2 separate regions of the Mus musculus genome follow, and region 1 is linked to region 2. A link is a contact called in public Hi-C data. All regions are on one chromosome and are shown on one strand. The core of a region is the stretch at or near the end of the contact, and the rest is flanking DNA. Distances in the headings are between cores, read along the strand shown.

Evidence for each region. Hi-C and Micro-C count contacts between places; a contact is called where the count stands out from the background.
Region 1: a contact with region 2 is called in a Hi-C map of bone marrow-derived macrophages, with 41 read pairs. The contact joins two enhancer-like sites. A contact is called at or near these places in 2 of 15 datasets of contacts at CTCF or cohesin (CD8 T cells and the NIH/3T3 cell line), 10 of 484 Hi-C or Micro-C datasets (B cells, bone marrow-derived macrophages, colorectal tumor organoids and 6 more), 3 of 115 datasets of contacts at active chromatin or transcription factors (CD8 T cells, acute myeloid leukemia and bone marrow-derived macrophages) and 1 of 9 other capture datasets (embryonic stem cells).

What each region holds. Positions count from the first base shown.
Region 1 is chr2:128,444,365-128,447,852 of GRCm38.p6, forward strand. The region is part of intron 1 of Gm36154 (a long non-coding RNA gene); the gene reads right to left. The region is part of intron 3 of Gm29010 (a long non-coding RNA gene); the gene reads left to right. Among named protein-coding and RNA genes, the nearest start is that of Gm29010, 12 kb to the left of the region's middle. Within about 2 kb of position 1,252, at least 53 of the 459 cell types and tissues checked have an H3K27ac peak or open chromatin away from gene starts, as enhancers often do. A contact at or near this core is called in bone marrow-derived macrophages, where this site is marked.
Region 2 is chr2:128,572,045-128,575,718 of GRCm38.p6, forward strand. Gm36203 (a long non-coding RNA gene) reads right to left here. Exons shown (of 9, transcript XR_866725.3): 6 at 3,232-3,348; 7 at 2,437-2,582. Among named protein-coding and RNA genes, the nearest start is that of Gm36203, 18 kb to the right of the region's middle. Within about 2 kb of position 1,392, at least 34 of the 459 cell types and tissues checked have an H3K27ac peak or open chromatin away from gene starts, as enhancers often do. A contact at or near this core is called in bone marrow-derived macrophages, where this site is marked.

The sequences.
Region 1 (3,488 bases), core at 2-2,501, 130 kb before region 2:
GTTCCCACGACTGCAGTGAATGAACACGGTTGACCTCGGGACCCAACACTGCAATGACATTTTACAATCTCACAGTTTCTCTCCCTCGGAGAGTGTAAATTTCCATCTCTGCAGCTAAAACCCACCTAGAGAACTTGGGGGTAAGAGCAAATCCATTCGTTTTATGTGAGTAGCTACAGCAGAGTAGAAAAAAGTATTCCAAGTGGGACCAGCTGGTGTGGGGCACCAGTCTCTGTCCTGTCAATAGTGTTCTTCATGGTCCCCAGCTCGCCCCGCTCCTCCCATCTGGACCCTCTAACTGTGAGTTATTGTGTGTTGCGGTGGGGATAAGAGGGTTAGTTCATGGAGGACCCACTGAGGCCTCAGAGGCATGTAAAATGTGACAAGCAAGGCCGTGGCATACATAATCGATCATGAACAAGCCCAGAGACGAGAGGGATTCCTTCCTGCCAAGATCCTTGGCCTTGGCAGAATTTGTGTGTGTGAACCCAGAGGCAGATCCCAGAATTCTGTCCAGGCCTTTAAAGCTTTCAAAGATTTGGCACCGATGTGACAAAACAACACAGAGAACAGAGTGGCTTCTACTCTAAAGTCTGCAGTAAAAGAGGTTTGGCAGTTAAAGGAGGAGGTGAGGTTTTAGTATGAGGCTTGTAGAGCTGTCAGTCACCGGATGAGTTCAGCAGCGGAGGAGAGTCAGACACAATGCTTAAGCAGTGAGCAACTCAAGGGCCCCAGAGAAGGCTTTGAAATGAGATGGCAAGACCTTGGGTCAAGCCTTCAGACTCAAAACATTTAGAGCTGGTTGTAACTTTAATTTAATTTAATTAAAAAAATTTTTTTTTTCTAGCCTTATTTTTAATGATGGTTCCTAAACACCTCAAGTGAGCTCCTCGGCAGCCATCACTGGCCACCAGTGAGAAAAACCCTAGGCCCAGATCTGGAGCCCACACAGCATCTTGGCAATACATTCTGCCCCATGTATAGGTGGGCCTGTAATACTTGTTCAAGTTCAGAAACTACGTAGGGGAGGATCTAAGAAAAGATCCTCAGTTTGTGGGAACTCAGGGCTGAGTTCTTCCTTCCACACCAGACCCTTCCAGCCTTTGAACATGGCAGTTGAACTCAGGACAAAGGTGGCGGGAGGGGCTCAGTCATCTATTCTTCATTTTCTAAGAACTTGGTATATCTGAGTTTGGAGAAGGAACACTTACCAGGGAAGTTGTGAAATTGAGGGAAATTACAAAATGCTCAGAGGCGGTTCCGGCCTCAGCCCAGATCTGTAAAAGCTTTAGAACCCTCAGATTCCGGAACTGGTCAGAGAGATGAGCAGGTGGCTAGTGGAGGCCACGCCATCCTTGGCCTGATCCTGTCTCTCTGGATAACAGGCCACAAAGCTGCCTCTGTGCACTTAATGTCTTTCTGGCTTGGTTTTCTAAGAGTAAAATCAACCCCACTGTACCCAGCACAGGAAGCCCCTGAGGACTGTCATTTCTCCTTCCTACACCTGGCAAAATGTGAATAAATTCCCCCAGCCCCCACCCCCATCCATTCTCTAAGCCGAAGATACAATCAGTCATTTGAACTTCCACACACAAGTTTGGACATCTCAGCGGAGATTTGCTTTCAAATCCATGCAGAAGAACACATGATGTCGGGAGGGGGCGGGAGGACCTGTTGCCCAAAATGTAGCATGCCATCTTCATGATATGGAATCACAGTCAAAACTGTGCAGCCCAGTGAGATGGTTCAGTGGGTAAGAGCACCCGACTGCTCTTCCGAAGGTCCCGAGTTCAAATCCAAGCAACCACATGGTGGCTCACAACCATCTGTAATGAGATCTGACTCCTTCTTCTGGAGTGTCTGAAGACAGCTACAGTGTCCTTACATATAATAAGTAAATAAATCTTAAAAAAAAAACTGTGCAGCCCAGGCCCCCTATAGCGTGCTGTGGCCTTGGGTCCACTTGTTGGGGATGAGAAGTGTTGTGGGGAAGGCTGCAGAGAAGCAGGCCAGGTTATCCATCTCTTCTTTTGCTCCCTTGCGGAAAGCAGAGGCCTCAAGAGAGGTTAAGATTAGAGGAACCAGTATTTCTGCAAGGGCAGCCTAGAGCAACCTTGATGGATTGTTCTACATGCATGAATCCACTGCTAAGCTAAGGTGTACTTGTGTGGATGTGGGTGTCTCTCCAGGTGATGTGTTTGTTCATATAGAAATGATACATATACAGTTCTATCAGGGTAGCTGTCTGTTTAGGAAAGATGGCTCCTCATTGTACAAAGAGGTTCTGCTGCAGAGTTCTTTTATAAAGATAGACCCCCAGCTCCTGTGATAACTACATTGTTCCACTTACCTACAAAACGAATTCCAAACAGTTGCCAACAACATCATGAACAGGCAGCCAGGTCTACCCAGATGGTCCTGTCCAGTCTGCCCTTGGGCCAAATAGAGTGTCTTAGTGAATGCTGGGAATTGATTAGTAGCCTGCCTTCAACTCCAGGGGTCATCTGCACTCACAGCACTAAGAGAGGCGGGTTGAGTGTCTTTTGTCTTATTCTCGGCTCTCTTGTTCTCCTGATCCAGGAGATAGAGCCGACCCTTGTCAGTCTAGAGTCACCTGAGGCCTGCAAGCAGACAAGGCCAGTGCTCCTCTTACACAACGTCATGGTTGCAAATGCAGGTAAATACTGGAATTGAGTACAGGTTGGATCTCAGCTTTAAATATTCTGCCAAGGTACCCTGTTTGGCCCATGGGCAGGGTGGACAGGGCCATCTTGTCCACAGAGAATTCTTCAGAGACCTATGGGCTCAGTCACACATATGACCAGACCCAGGGAGCTTCCCCTAATCTTCAAGCTACTGAGATACACATAGACTGTGATTCTCTCCAGAGAAGAGCTTGGTAGAGAGAATGATGAAGCATCCAACCAGGCATGAACCTACCAATTGTAGATACCATGCCAAACTAATGTAAAAACAAAACAAAATGAATCCCTCGTCACTTGCCGCAGTTCAGAGACCTGGCCCTGGGGTCATGAGACTGGGTGAGCTGGCCCTGTCCCTCACCAGCTGCAGGACTTGGGAGAGCGGGCCCTGCATCTCCCTTGGGCAACATGGTAGAGCTGGCCATGGTGGAGGGGATGGAGATAAGCCAGAGGGTGAGAGCACAGAAGAGCTGGCCCTTCATTTGTCTGCCCTGAGGTGGTGTGGGTTCAAGGGTGATGCCCACCCCAAGTCACCCCTCACCACCTGAGTTAGCACCGAGGACATGAGAGTGGGAGAGCTACCCTTGCCCCTATAATGGCTGTAGCCATTGACTATATATATTGACTGGGCAACACATTGGATCTGACCCGGATGGAAAAGGCACAGGCAAGCCAGCCCCAAGGGTGTGAGAGCAGGAGAGCTGGTCCAGCCTCTTGCAGCACTTGGAGAAGAGGGCCCTGTGCCTTGAGAGTAGAGCTGGCCCTGGAGGCATAGGTGCAAGTGAG
Region 2 (3,674 bases), core at 142-2,641:
TGGTCCCGCCTTAGCCCAGTCAAGGTGGTATATAACATTAATCGTCTCAGGGGCTGGAGAGGCCCAGAGATGAGAGAACTTGCTCTTCTTGCAGAGGAGTTCAATTCCACAGACCCACAGCCACCTGTAGCTCCAGCTCCAGGGATCCAACAACCTTTTGTGACCTCCATGGGAATATACATATATACATACACACATATACACAAACACACACACATTCGCATGCATATATGTACACATAGACACATAAATAAAACAATAAAAAATTATTTTTAAAAATAAACATATAGAGAAAACAAGAATGTATAATACATCATATGTAATACATAATACATAAAAAGTCCCATCATAAAATGACCAGTACTCTATGATTCCATTTATATGGGGCACTTGGAATAGTCATGTTCCTAGAGATAGAGATCTGGATGGTAGTTGTTGGTGGCTGTTGAAGGCACCTCTGGTGTTTACCAAATAGTGTAATGGATGTAAGCTACAGTTCTGTATTATGTGAGAGTACTTAGCACTACTCAACTAAATACCTTTGAGTGGTGAAGGTATCTGGGATTGGTGGAATGCTTGCAATCCCAGGGCTTTAGAGATTACAAACTGGAGTTCAGCCTGGGCTACACTGCAGGGCCCTGTATACAGATAAATAACCCTGAGATGATGAGTGTCATACTCTTGTGTATTTTCCCACCGTTAACAATTGTTGTGCAAAGTTTCTGCACGCACTGAATCCTTTGTTGCCCAGTGTTCGGCAGATTCCACTTTTTGTTTGGCTGAGATGTGTCTTCAGCTACAGATCTATTTGGTGCCAATTTTAGTAATGGTAGAATGAAGTTCAAATAAACTTTCCTCTCGAGAAAGGCCTAACTCCGGCAAGTTGCCAGGACAAGAGAAGAAGCAAGCACATGCAACAGTGCGGAAGGCACCGAATCCTGCAGGCACACTCTGTAGGTGATCTTGACACCAGGATTGGAGCCGTGAGGGGAGTGGAGGAGACAGGCAGCCGTCAACCACACTATAATCCACAACATGTATTATCACTGTCTTCTGGATTATAGATGTTTCTTTCAATGAGTCAGGAAGGTTGACTGGCTGATGGATTTAAAAAAACAAACAAAAACAAAACCCTCATAGGGCTTTCCTTATATAGATTGTCCTCAGGAGACCTCTGACTGAATGTTCCCTCCTCCCTAGCTAGCAGCTGCTTCTTAGCATGTGTGTTTACAGAAATACCAGTAGTTATTGCATGTTCCTTGCCATGTGATTAAGCATTGCCATAAAGCCCTGGCTAGATTAGGGAAAGATCTTCCCTTTCTGAGACTGGAACCAAACTAGTGTCCATGACGGACAGCTTCTGCCACCTACTGGCCAATGGTAGTATCACTTGCCAAATGCCTCTACTTGCCAAGGAGAGAGAGCTAGAAAATTCAATATAGGAGGACACACTATATGGGCTTGCTCACACACGCACGCGCGCACACACACGCACACACACACTGAATCATATATTTTAGCGTTATATCACAGAGTATATACTCAGATGTTGGGTTAAGTGGAGTCTACCCCACTATTGCTGACAACTTTCATTTAGCATCTCCCTCAACTCTTAGAAACAGTGCATGAGGTAAGCTCCATTGTTCTCATTTTAGAGGTTGGAAAACTGGAGAACGGAAGTGTCCTTCTGATATGACAAGGGATCAGAAGCACCATGAATAATATATTGGAAAGAAGGCCTACAGTGAAATTACTATCTTCTCTCTCCATTTTAAATTTAATTTTGTTACTTTATGAGTTCTGCTTGATTTTCATATGTTTATCACATGCATACAGTGTCCAAGGAGTCCAAAAGGCAGTGTCAGATCCCCTGGAACTGGAGTACAGGCTGTTGTGAGCTGCCATACAGGTGCTGGGAACTTAGGAAGAGCAACCAGTGCTCTTAATGCTGAGCCATCTCTCCTGTCCCTGCTTCTCCATTTTTTTTTCAAATCAAACACACCATTGTAAAGATGTCTAGTGTGCTCTAAAGAATCCAGAAGAGCCAGCTTAAGAGTCAGAGAGATGACTCAGCAGTTAAGACCACCAGTCGCTCTTCCAGAGGATCTGGGTTCAGTTTCCGACACCCACATACAACCAATCTTCCAACCACGGTCTGGAGTTCCAGATAGTCTGATACCCTCACATAGACATGCATGCAGGCAAAATACCAAGGCAAAATACCAATGCACGCAAAATAAAATAAATAATTTTCTTTTTAAAAAAAAAAGTCCTACAGAAAATAGCAGCTAATGCTTCTGTCCAGGTTCACTCTGGCAAGGTCACCGCTTTCCAGACCTCCCACAGTGAGTGTAGCAGGTGGCTGTGTCCTCATTACTTACCTTCAGTTCATATCAACAAACACATGGCTATTTCTCCAAACAAAACAAAACAAACCTTACATCCTGAAAATTTGCCACCACTGAAGATCTTTATGCTCTGGAGTCCCTCATAGTCATTCAAGCAACAGTGCAAATATGCAAATGTGTAAAATTTCCAAGCGTGACCAGGTGAGACAGGAGTACATCCGTGGACATATATGGCTTGATTAAAAAAAAAATCAGTTTTAGACCCACAGTTGAAATTTAGAGGAAAGGGCTGGGGAGATGGCTCAGCAGGTAAGAGCACTGACTGCTCTTCTGAAGGTTCTGAGTTCTATAAATAAATCTTTGGGCCGGAGCAAGCAGGGACTGAGTGAGTGGGGTTGACTAGAGCAAGCAGAGGTCCTATACTCAATTCCCAGCAACCACATGATGGCTTACAACCATCTGTTCAGCTACAGAGTACTCACATACATAAAATACATAAATAAATCTTTTTTAAAAAGAGAAATTTAGGGAAAGAATCAGTTGTACTGGCAACCTCCCCAAAGACAGGCCCATCCCTTCAGGAAGAACATTCTAGACACTGTATCTTCTCACTTTCCTGCCTCTTTCTAGTGGGCCGTGGACAGTGATCAACAGTCGCCTGTCTTTACTGAAGGGAAAGGAATGAGACCTGCAGTTTGAGCCCACTGTTTCCCGTTGGCATAATCAACAGCACACCTCCATCTAAAAACAAGACAGCCTCCTGCTGGTGTGAGGTACAGGCTCCTCTCCTCCCATCCCCCCCCCCCCCAATCCCCTCTCCTCCCCTCCTCTACCCTTCTCACAGCATCAACTTGACTGGAACCAGAACCAGGGGTGCAGTCACCTTGCTAGCACACAGAGTGGGACGCAGGTCTTCACAAGGGGTGGCACTGTTGATTTATGAACTTCTAGTACTCAGAGTCCATGGTTGGGGATGGGGGTTGGGGGAGGAACAGATTTCCTATAGTAAAGGTTTCAAAATAATGTCTATGTCAATATATTTAGCAATGTATATCCATTAGCTTTTACTAATGACCATTTCCTTATAAGATGTCTATAGCTGAATCCTGAAGACTGCTGTTGTTCTTGAGAGAACAGGGAAGGTTTCTGGCCAAGGTTCAAGGCAGAAATGGGCTGGAGATTTCATTTCCAGACACCATTCTTGTATTCACTGTGATGCATTAAAGGAATGAGTACCAGTCCATGAACACAGGAAATTGAAAGGCAGGACTAATAAAAGTTCTTAGACAATCTCTACCCCTGCTTTGTCTCTCTCTCCTTCCTCCC